Regions from separate parts of the Hordeum vulgare genome. Here region 1 is linked to region 2. Evidence: chromatin contacts called from public Hi-C data. All regions are on one chromosome and are shown on one strand. Each heading gives the region's core, a stretch centred on a gene start, on an enhancer-like site or on the middle of the called end of the contact. The rest is flanking DNA. Distances are from core to core; before and after follow the strand shown.

Region 1 (6,041 bases), core at 2,699-5,198, 160 kb after region 2:
CACCCACCTATGTTGTAGGACAGAAGGGTCACGTGAGGCTAAGACAACACCATGACTCTTGTGTGCCGCCGGCGTTGTCAAAGGGCATCTCCTAGCATACCAAGCCACGACACAGCACCATAAATGAAATCGAAAGACGTCACAAAACCGAGATTACACAATGTCGCGACAATACCCCACGCCTGAGGGTACACTCGAAAGGTCATGCGAGGTCGAGATGATGCCACGACACATGTGCGCCAACCGCGTAGACGTAGAGCATCACCTATCATAGACACACCAAGGAGCACTCGAGCACGAACACCGACAAAGAAGAGCACAAAACCAATGCCTACCCCAAGCAGAACACACCACCACGGTTAGCAGCCACATTCCACCGCCAACCACACAAGCCGTCGGCTACCTCCACAGTCATGGTCTCCAATATGATGCCTCAAGGAGGTAGTGACTTACATGACATCGTCATCGTCTGATCTCGTGAAACCATATCTTAGGTGACTCTGGACTCCTCAACAACGCCCAAAGGAGAATGACACCAAAATACCAAAAGGTGTCGCCGTCAACGGAATCAACCGAAGTCTCTGCAAGAATTTCAGTCGGAGCCAGACATGAACGCCTCGCCTCAAAATCCAAAGACCAGGGTCACCTCCAACCGCCGCAGCAGACCACATGAGGGGAGAAGAGCATCCACACGGATAAGAGGGCGGCAAGAGCCATCGCCTTGGAGCATGGGACTCCATTCACCTCCATCCACGGAAGCCAGCAGTAGGCAACCTACGGAGAGTCTCACCTGCAGCCTGCGTTGAGGAGTTCCAGTACATCTTTTGATATATAAAATACAAGTGGGTAAAAAAACAAATGGAGCAATGTCCAAGCTCTCACATATCACCACTAAGATTTGTAAGATAACACTTTAAAAACCAGCATGAAGCTGTCTATGACTTCGCAAGCAGAGTCATTTTCAGTCCCTGGAATTACATTGCTCGGCAATGTTTGCGGTCATCCCAAGTAATAAATCTTGTGATGGCACCTTACCGGCCAATGACGGATCCAGGAATTTGAACTTACCGGGGACGAAACAATGAAGGTCTAAAATTTCTTGCGGTCATCCCAAGTAATAAATCTTGTGATGGCACCTTACCGGCCAATGACGGATCCGGGAATTTGAACTTACCCGGGACGAAACAATGAAGGTCTAAAATTTCGAATGCAAGTCCGCTCAACCAAAACTCATAAAATTCAAATGCGAGTCCTCCCCTGCTACCGGTAGTCACTCTACCGCACATAGGTTCACCCTTACCAATTAATTACTCCCTCTATTTCAAATTAGTTCAAGTTAGATTGGTCCTAAGTCGAACTTCTTCACTGAATCTATAGAACAATGTGATAACATCTACAACATGAAAAATATATAGTACAGGAATACTACCTCTGTGCCCACCAAGATGTCTTATATTTCGGTACGGAGGTACTCCCTTCGTTCCTAAATACTCGCTCCGTCCCAAAATTATTGTTTTAGAATTGTCTAGATATAAATGTATCTAGTCACGTTTTATTATTTAGATGCATCATTTTCTAGACAAATCTAAGACAAGAATTTTAAGACGGAGGGAGTACAAGTCTTTTTAGAGATTTTAGTACAGACTACATATGGATGTATATAGACACATTTTAGAGTTTAGATTCACTCATTTTGCTCCGTATGTAGTCCATAGTAGAATCTTTAAAAAGACTTATATTTAGGAAAGCGGGAGTAATATTTTGTAAAGAATCTAATGAAACACATATGGCGTCATAGATGTTGACATACTAGACTTGGTCAAAATTAAAGAAGTTTTACTTAGGACAAACCTAGATATTCAAATAATTAGAGCATCAACCAAGCAAAAGCGTAGCAGGAATACAACAGAAAGTACAACTATTTGACTTCATAAGTTGCTGCATGTGGAATTTAATGTTATCATCTGAGTTAATTTCTTTCTACTCGTACTTACCAGTAAACAGTATGTCATGTCCAGCAACATACCATGTTCCAGAAGGGGAAGAGAAAAATCAAACTCAAAACGAAGCACTACAATTTCTAAAGAAGAAACTCATGGCGACAAAGAGGTTCATTACCATGTTAGGAGACTGCACTCCTCAGTTGCTAAACCACTTCTAACCTGACATGTTACATTGCACACCTAGTTTACAGAACTAAATTGCCGCATCTGCAAACAGTATATGCACAACTTCCTATGGTTCCAGCAAAATAAGTCACCATGAAATGGTTAACTGAAGAGAGTCATCTCCTATTCCCAGTCCTACATGACCCAAACCCATACAGTATATGATATGCTCCCTACAATAGCGTCAAAAAATGTCTTACATTATGTGACGGAGGGAGTAAGAGAGAAGAACCTAGTGCGCCTTCCATTTTGCAAATAAGCGGTCGTGAATGGCTCCTTTCTTGACCTTTCCTAGGCTGTGCTTCAGCTTTGTCAGCGTTGACGAGCTCAACTTGATACCCTGATCGATCATGTCCTCTGCATACTTGCATGCCTCAGGCAACATCTCATCCTTCAGTTTCGATACAAGCATATTCCCGCCCTCCTCCAGTGGAGGCAGGCTATTCGCCGCCATGCATTTCCACACCTTGATCCCTGTGTCCCAGTCACGAGTATCCAAGAACATGCCGAGTGCAAGTGAACAATTCGCCTCATTTGGCCAACACTCGTTCTTGACCATCTCTTTAAATATTGCTGATGCCTCCCGGAGCTTCCTCCCTTTCAGCAATAACTTGAGTACCACATTGTATGTGTCTGCGTCCGGAAACACTCCATAGATGGCCATTTCATCAAGGTATTTCACAGTAACCTCAGCATGCCCCAGAGTGCCCTGCAACATGATCATTGTGGTGTACATTTCCTTATCTGGGACGAGCCCCCGACGAAGGACAAATTCATCCCAGAGAACCACAGCACTGTGCAGTTCGCGTGCCTCAAGGTATGCGGCCAGTGCAGCACGGAGGAACTTCTCCCCCGGTGAGCACCTGTACCGGCGCAAGACAGCCAGATACTCCATCGCATCCGAGAGCGCCGTGGAGGAGCCACTTGAAACTAGTGTTGTAAGGAAAGAGTCGTACGCAGGCACATTGGCAGGATCGAAGTCGAGCGCGTGCACCATTTCGTCGAACACCTCGCGTGCAACGGCAGCGTTGCCGGCAGCCTCGCAACCCTCCAGAAGGATTGCATAGGAGTCGGCATCCGGCCGAGTGCCGGCCTCAGCGCGTGCCACGGGTATGGCGGCGCGGGCGTCATCGAGCCTGGAGGCTCGGCAAAGCGCGGACAGGAGGGAGTTGAGCGCGGGCGTGTCGCGGTCCATGCCGTACCTCGGCATTTCGACAAACGCCTTGAGGGGGGAGCTGGTGGGGTTGGCGGCGAGGGAGGAGAAGATGGAGGCGAAGGTGGCTAGGGAGAGCAGGCCCTGGGCCCGCATGGAGCCGACGGTGTCCCACATGGGGTCGAAGAGGCGGTTCTTGCCGAGGAGGTCGATGACGAGGTTCCACGAGTAGGGGGAGTGCTGGTGGTGCAGGTGTCTGTGGCCCGCCCAGCGGAAGAAGGCGGCGGCGCCGCGCGGGTGCGCGTAGGAGAAGCGGAGCACCTGCTCGACGTCGGAGGTGGTGACGCGGACGTCGGCGTCGTCGAGGGCCGCCTCCACGTCGGACGCGGAGGAGGCCAGGATCTCGCAGAGGAGGCGGATCTTGGGGGCTAGGTCGGGCGCGTCCTTGTACGTGGGGAACGCCGGGGCAGCCGGCTCGCGGGCGCGCTTGGCCTCCGGGGCGGCGTCGGCCGCGTCGGACGGCCGCTTCTCCCGGCGGTCCGACATCTCTCGCCTGGACGGGGTTGGCCGCCGCCGCGACGGGGACTCTCGGCCTCTCGGGGGTGGGGTGGGGTGGTGGGTGTAACGGAGGCGTGGCCAAAGGTGGGTTTTTTCCGTGTTCTTTAACCGTTAACCCTATCCTGAGCTTATGCGAACTCTTTTTTTTTCCTGAGACGGGTAGCTAAGCTTGAACCGACTGCTAGACGACGGAGAGGGAGACCAGGGCCGAGCAGACACCGGCGGGATCCGAACTGAATCGTGAGGGTGGCTGAGGAGGCGGCGGATGGCGCCTTCGTTGCTCGTCTCGGCGAGCCAAATCCTCGCCGTTGCCCGCCGGGGAGGCCGCAGGCGGCGTCTGGTCATCACCAACGCCGGCGGTGCCGGCACTCCCCCGAAGCTGGTGACTTTCCTCGGTAAGGGAGGCTCCGGCAAGACCACGGCGGCCGCCATCGCTGCTCAGGTAACGACTACCTTCCTCCAGTGTTTGTCTTCATTGTTATGTTGATGGATAACTGTTAAAAAAAAATTTGTGTGTGTGTGTGTGTGAACTGCTTCTGCGCCACTAATAGCCAAGGCTTGACCGCAGTGTAGAGTTGTAGACATCTACTCCGAGCATCAACTTGGGTTCAATTGGGTTATACGAATCGTCTTCGCAGTTCTCACAATGTTGATTCCTTAAACAATTGCATTGGTTTTTCTACTGACGGATAAATGACAGTCCCAACTCTGCTTATTTGAGAAATGTCGCTACAAAAAATATCGATTGCTGTGAAAAATGCCACTCTAAAGTTTGAGAAGTTGTCTGAATGCCATTGCAAACATTCTCTGACAATTTGTTTTCCCCCATGTTGTAGTACTATGCCAGTGAAGGCCTGAAGACATGCCTGGTTATACAGTCACAAGACCCGACAGCAGAACAATTGATGGGCTGTAAGATTGGGAGCTCGCTGACTGAATGTGCTGCTAATCTTTCAACCATAAAGCTCGAGACCAGTAAAGTAAAACATTTTTTTGAAGTGATCTCCTTTTGATGATTCATACTGAACTTTTATGACATCAGAAAAGGCCATGGTTCTGAATATTGTTTTGTGATTAAATCACAGATGCTACTTGAGCCCCTTGACCGGTTGAAGAAAGTAGATGCCCAAAGCAATCTTACCCAAGGAGTTCTTGAGGGGGTAGGTGATTAACTTTGCTGTAATATGGGAGATAAAGATAAAGCAGTCATCTGGGTTGCTCTTTTTCATAGGATAGATTGTAGGAGAGGAGCTTGGAGTTTTACCTGGGATGGATTCGATCTGTTCAGTCTTGTCTCTTCAGAAGCTGCTCAACTTCTTTTCAGTTGGAACGAATAGTCCACATGGAGAATTTGATGTCGTTGTGTATGACTGCAATAACACGGAGGAATTTCTACGGCTGACTGGTGCTACTGAGAGGGCAAGGTATATATAGGTTATCCTTGTTTGTCTGTAGCCTTGCAGTCACTCAGGACTCTACATTTTAATGTTGCTGCTACACAAAAGACAGATCTTACTTGAAGTATGTGAGGGAGCTAGCGGAGAAGACTGACATAGGAAGACTGGCTTCTCCATCATTACTGAAATTGATTTATGATGCCGCGAGACCAAATGGTAGAACTGGTGAAGTAAGAATGAGTGCAGAGATATGGAATGAAATTGAGCAACTTCTTGAGGTAACTTATCTGTAGTTAATAAAGAAAAACTATTTTACCCAGAGCATGCATATTTAAATATGAGCTAAATATAAAAGATTAAGGTGCTAAATTTTGTAGAAAATCTCGCTTTGGTTTACTGATCCCTCAAAACTTGCGTGCTTCCTCATCATGGACCCGAGAGGATCAATCTCTGTGTCCTCTGCGCTAAGATACTGGGGTTGCACCATCCAAGCTGGCGTGCAAATATGTGGAGCATTTGGTTATGCCGAGGACACTTCTGAAATGCACCAAGGAGTTGCTGAGAAGTTTTTGCCGTTGTCTTTCTCGTCTCTGCCATTTCTGCCAACTGATTCTTCTGCAGATTGGGGCAGAGCGTTAAATTCATTAAATCAAAATACAAAGGGGCTGTTGAGGAATACAAGCAAGGTTTATCCTTCGGTTAGTTTTGATTCTGCACAGAAGTCGGTGACCCTTTTCATGCCAGGATTTGACAAGTCTGAAATCA
Region 2 (5,960 bases), core at 729-3,228:
CTGCATAATCTGTTGCATCCTTCCATAATAACCAGTCCTGCATAGAGAAATAAAATAATTAGAATAACATAACATTCGGCGTTATTTCTACGCGCATTTGGTAAGGAATTGTCAGGATTACTATACCCAGTTGATCTCGTGGGGAGTGCAGTACCCTCTGTATCTGTTGCATTGAAAGCTTCTTGGAATAGGTCAGACATAGTTTTTCGGTTTCCCTTCACATCTCTGTTCACCATAGTCAAGTTGTTTCGAACAGTATCCTGTTGCAGGAATGAAGTATCATGACGAATAGTACAACTGAACAACTACCAATAACAGCAGTTATACTAACAACATACTTCCGCTTCATCCTCGCTAGACGTTTCACCAATAGCATGCTCCGAGGGCTCTTCACTCTCAAGATTCCTCTCACCTAGAAGTGCTAGTATTTTCTTCCCTGAAGTCGGAACTTTTGGCTTCCCTTCCTTAGCTTCCTTTTGTTGATGAATCTGCATTGAAATATTCAGAGAAAAGCTAGGTGTTGTCTAAGAGCTCCAAACAATGAAGCAGCACCAAGAAATACACACCGAAAATGGTGTTCTAACAGATGAGGCACTTCTATCCTGTAGATCTTCAAGAAGTTCAGCAACTGAAATGTTTGCATTCTTGGTTGGATGGGCAAAATCAGAGGGCAAGTCTTCAGTTTCTTCATCGATATTTTCCACCTGCTCATCCACCATAGTTTCTATAGCTTTAGCTGGTCGCATTCCTGACGAAACTTCTTGCTCCCCCGCATACAAGTTTTCACTCTTTACGCCTGACAGGATAGAATTAAATCCACGTATTGAAAATTTGAGCTTATTTTCACATTTGCTCCCTGCATCAGTACCAAAAAGGAGAACGATTCATATATGATACACTCCCGAACAAGTTATGCAAGACAACATTTACATGCCAAAGTCCTCACTGCTTACAAGAAATATCAGAATCTACATAATACGGGAGATGCAGTGATATACTTTTGCTTGTTCCAGCAGATAGGAGCGAGACACTATGAGCATGAGGATCCTTGTGCACATGGGCTAGCTTATCAGCTTCTTCCTGAACTTCATCCCAGATGGCTGATTCCTCATGGCCCGCCATTCTGTTATCCTTCTCTCTCTTTTCTGTAGTAGCACAGGCCAGTGAGAGCCTTGTTGGTTCGACTTGGACATCCTGTCGATGTACAATAAAAGACAAAGCCACATGTTCAGAAAGCATTTCATATGCTGCTACATGCCGAGATTTGCAAGAAGATATCAGATACATCTGCATAAAAAGGCAGTGGAAGGTATGGTTTGCGCATCTGGTAGGGTGGTTCAGGGTCCAGACACAACACTATGAAATCTAGAACAGTTTCGTTGCACATGAGCAGCAACGATGCCTGTGAAATTTATTGCCCAAGCAAAATACCAAGGCCTATGTAGCTCAGCAATCAAGAGAGGCAGCACCTCATCAGATATCGGATCCTCGATAGAGTCAGAGACGCGGTGAGAGTGAGGGGATGCGCAGTCGTACTCATCGAATCTTTCCATGGCAAATGCCCTGAATCAACTGCACGCATAGGCTGTTGTTAGGCAGCTAGCGAAGTTACAGCACAAATTGGTGGAAAAGAGTCAAATGCCCTGCCTGTTGCGGACGCGTGGCGCTGCCGGCTGGGGCGTCGGAGTACCGGATGCCCGACGCGCCGGCCGCTCTGCAAGTTGCCCCGTCGTCCCCCGGAGCTGGAGGGCCTCCGCCCGCTCGCTCGCTCGCGCCGCCGCCCCGCGATTCAGCTGGCGGGCCGCGTGGCCGTGGCCTCGGCGCCTCGAGAGGTCGCGCCCTCGCCTCGCGCTGCGAGTAGCTCCTGCAGCCTTGTTCCTCAGCTCGCTGGCCGACCTGATCGCCCTGCTCGTCGGCGGAGACGCCGCGGCCGCGCGCTCCAGCTGCCGAGCAGCAGGCCCGTGGGGTCAGGGTCCTGCTTCTTGGGCCTTGTACCTGGGAAGGGGAGCATAATAGGCCCTAATTCCCAGGCTTGGCCTTGTGGGAGCGGAACGGGCCCAGGGTTTCTGAATTATTTTTGGTACATTCATACATTTTCCTCTGGAGTTTCCCCTTTAGGCCTTGTTCGGTTTCTTTAAAATTGGAGGGGTTTGAAAGGGATTGGGAGGTATTAAATCTCCTGCAAGTCAAATTTCACCTCAATCTCCTCCATTCCTCTCCAATCCCTTCCTCGATGGGATTAACCGAACAAGGCCTTAGGCCTCGTTTGTTAGAAGGGGGTTGGGAGGGTTTGTAGGGGATTAACCACGCGGGCCTGATAATTCTCAGAAATCCCGACCAGGCCGTTTGACGCACATGGTTTTGAGTAGCCCAAACCCTTCGATCCCCACCAACCCCTTTCGTTCCACGCGGAACTGAACCCACGAGGTCCTACTTGTGGAACTGGACAACGAGATCGGGTGAGACGTTGAGATCGTCCGAGTTTGTCCGAATTTTAATCAAACGCAAGGAATTAGGAAGGAAAGGGATTAGTGGGGATTGGGTGAACGAAAGGGAATCATCGAATCCCCTGCAATCCTCGACCTCCTTGGGGTAGAAAAACCACCCTTGTCAAACGAAGCCTTAGGCCTTGTTCGGTTAATCCTTCTCCCAAGGGGATTGGAGAGGATTGAAGGGAAATTTGACTTGTTAGGGATTTAATCTCCTCAAACCTTGTCAAATCCCTTTCATTTCCCTGTCAACCAAACAAGACCTTAGGCCTCCTTTGGTTTAGAGGAAATTTGTAGGAATTTCATAGGATAAGATTTCTGTAGGAAAAATTCCTTTAGATCCCTTTGATTTGTAAGAACAAAATCCTATTTCTATGAAGAAATTATTTCTATTCTTCATATTTCATAGGAAAATAAATATTAGCCTAGACTCAATGGAAAAAAATCTTATGATGCGTATCAAAGGACATCTCCTTTTATATTCCCGCTCATAGGATTTGAGATAAATGTCATCTTATTTCCTATAACTTTCATATTCCCATGATTTTTCCTACCCTGTGAACCAAAGGAAGCCTTAGCTAGGGTTTAGGTTCCTCTCGGCGGCGCCATGGGTGACCACTGTTGAGATATCATCCCTTGCCCTTAGTTTTCCTCGGAGCTGGAGGGCCTCCGCCCGCTCGCTCGCTCGCGCCACCGCCCCGCGATTCAGCTGGCGGGCCGCGTGGCCGTGGCCTCGGTGCCTCGAGAGGTCGCGCCCTCGCCTCGCGCTGCGAGTAGCTCCTGCAGCCTTGCTCCTTAGCTCGCTGGCCGACCTGACCGGCCTGCTCGTCGATGGAGACGCCGCGGTCGCGCGCTCTAGCTGCCGAGCACCAGGCCCACGGGGTCAGGGTCCTGGTTCTTAGGCCTTGCACCTGGGAAGGGGAGCATAATAGGCCGTAATTGCAAGGCTCGGCCTTGTGGGAGCAGAACGGGCCCAGGGTTTCTGAATTATTTTTGGTACATTCATACATTTTCCTCGGGAGTTTCCCCCCTTTAGGCCTCCTTTGGTTTAGAGGAAATTTGTAGGAATTTCATAGGATAGGATTTCTGTAGGAACAAATTCTTTAGAGCCCTTTGATTTTTAAGAATAGAATCCTATTTCTATGAAGGAATTTTTTCTATCCTTCAAATTTCATAGGGAAAAAAACATTAGCCTAGACTCAATGGAAAAAATCTTATGATGCGAATCAAAGGACATCTCCTGCGAATTAAAGGACATCTCCTTTTCTATTCCTACTTATAGGATTTGAGATACATGTTATCTTATTTCCTATGACTTTCCTATTCCTATGATTTTCCTACCCTATGAACCAAAGGAAGCCTTAGCTAGGGTTTAGGTTCCTCTCGACGACGCCATGGGTGATTACTGTTGAGATATCATCCCCTCCCCTTAGAGATAGATCAAGGCGCCTAATAGGACTTTCACAAAGCACATACCTTGATAAATTTTTGAAGAAGTTCAAAATGGAACATTCCAAGAAGGGCTTCTTGCTTGTGTTACAAGGTATAAAGTTGAGTAAGACTCAATGCCCGGTAAGTACAGAAGATAGAAAAACGATAAGTGTCGTACCCTATGCTTCGGTCATAGGGTCTATCATGTATGCAATGATGTGCACAAGACCGGATGTCAGCCTTGCCATAAGTATGGCAGGCAGGTTTCAAAGTGATCCATGAGTGGAGCACATGACAACAGTCAAGAATATTCTAAAGTACCTGAAAATGACTAAGGAAATGTTTCTCGTTTATGTAGGTGACGAAGAGCTCGTCGTAAAGGGTTACGTCGATGCACGCTTCGACACTGATCCGGATGACTCTAAGTCACAGACCGGATATGTATTTATTCTTAATGGGGGTGCGGTAAGCTGGTGCAGTTCCAAGCAAAGCGTCGTAGCTGATTCTACATGCGAAGCAGAGTACATAGATGCCTCAGAGGCGGCTAAGGAGGGTGTCTGGATGAAGCAGTTCATGACATATCTTTGAGTTGTGCTGAGCGCACTGGATCCAATAAATATGTTCCGTGACAACACTGGTGCCATTGCTCTAGCCAAGGAACCAAGGTTTCACAAGAGGACCAGACACATAAAACGACGCTTCAATGCCATCCACGAGTACGTCAAGAAGGAGGACATAAATATTTGCAAAGTGCATACGGATCTGAATGTTGCAGACCCGCTGACTAAGCCTCTTCCACGAGCTAAACATGACCAACACCAGAACTGTATGGGTGTTAAATTTGTTACATTGTAAATCACATAGAGATGTGATACTAGATTACTAACTCTAGTGCAAGTGGGAGACTGTTGGAAATATGCCCTAGAGGTAATAATAAAATAGTTATTATTATATTTCATGTTTCAAGATAACCGTTTATTATCCATGTTATAATTGTATTGAATGGAAACATAGATACATGTGTGCATATGTAGACAGAACACTGTCCCTAGTAAGCCTCTAGTTGACTAGCTCGTTGGTCAAAGATGGTTAAGGTTTCCTAGCCATAGACAAGTGTTGTCACTTGATAACGGGATCACATCATTAGGAGAATGATGTGATGGACAAGACCCAAACTATAAACGTAGCATGTGATCGTGTTATTTTGTTGCTATTGTTTTTTGCATGTCAAGTATACATTCCTATGACCATGAGATCATGTAACTCACTGACCCCAGAGGAATGCCTTCTGTGTATTTGATACATCTCCAACGTATCTACAATTTTTGATTGTTCCATGCTGTTATATTATCATTCTTGGATGTTTTACGATCATTTTATAGTCATTTTATATCATTTTTTGGTACTAACCTATTGACATAGTGCCCAGGACTAGTTGCTGTTTTCTGCATGTTTTTTTACATCGCAGGAAATCAATACCAAACGGAGTCCAAGCACAGCGGAACTTTTTGTGAATTTTTTTAGCCAAAAGACATCCAGTGGGCCAGGAACGCACCTCAGGGGAGCTCCGACGGGAGCACAACCCATCAGGGCGCGCTTGGGCCCCCAGGCGCGCCCCGGTGGGTTGTCCCTCCTCGTTGGCCTCCCGCACCGCCTCTTTGCTCTATAAATACCTCAATATTCCAGAAACCCTAGGAGGGGGGACGAAAATCAATTCGAGCCGCCGCAGAGTCCAGAAACACCAGATCAAAACTAGACACCATCACGGAGGGGTTCATCATGTCCATTGGTGCCTCTCTGATGGTGCATGAGTAGTTCTTTGTAGACCTACGGGTCCGTAGTTAGTAGCTAGATGGCTTACTCTCTCTCTCTCTCTCTTGATTATCAATACAATGGTCTCTTGGAGATCCATATGATGTAAATCTTTTTGCGGTGTGTTTGTTGGAATCCGATGAACTTTGAGTTTATGATCAGATCTATGTTTTTATCCATGAAAGTTATTTGAGTCTTCTTTGATCTCTTATATGCGTGATTGATTAT

What was found. Hi-C and Micro-C count contacts between places; a contact is called where the count stands out from the background.
Region 1: a Hi-C map of leaf shows a contact between it and region 2, with 6 times the contacts expected there. The contact joins the promoter of LOC123401022 here to the promoter of LOC123403660 in region 2. A contact is called at or near these places in 3 of 6 Hi-C or Micro-C datasets (leaf and seedling) and 1 of 1 datasets of contacts at active chromatin or transcription factors (embryo).

What each region holds. Positions count from the first base shown.
Region 1 is chr6H:470,249,379-470,255,419 of MorexV3_pseudomolecules_assembly, forward strand. It overlaps LOC123401022 (pentatricopeptide repeat-containing protein At1g77360, mitochondrial-like), which reads right to left and starts at 3,949. Exons shown (of 1, transcript XM_045094738.1): 1 at 2,097-3,949. The coding sequence starts at 3,867. The coding sequence ends at 2,401. It overlaps LOC123401024, which reads left to right and starts at 3,995. Exons shown (of 7, transcript XM_045094739.1): 1 at 3,995-4,321; 2 at 4,716-4,859; 3 at 4,965-5,039; 4 at 5,116-5,303; 5 at 5,389-5,554; 6 at 5,654-6,041. The coding sequence starts at 4,145.
Region 2 is chr6H:470,095,019-470,100,978 of MorexV3_pseudomolecules_assembly, forward strand. It overlaps LOC123403660, which reads right to left and starts at 1,979. Exons shown (of 11, transcript XM_045097583.1): 1 at 1,648-1,979; 2 at 1,470-1,572; 3 at 999-1,194; 4 at 567-856; 5 at 339-488; 6 at 127-260; 7 at 1-37. The coding sequence starts at 1,553.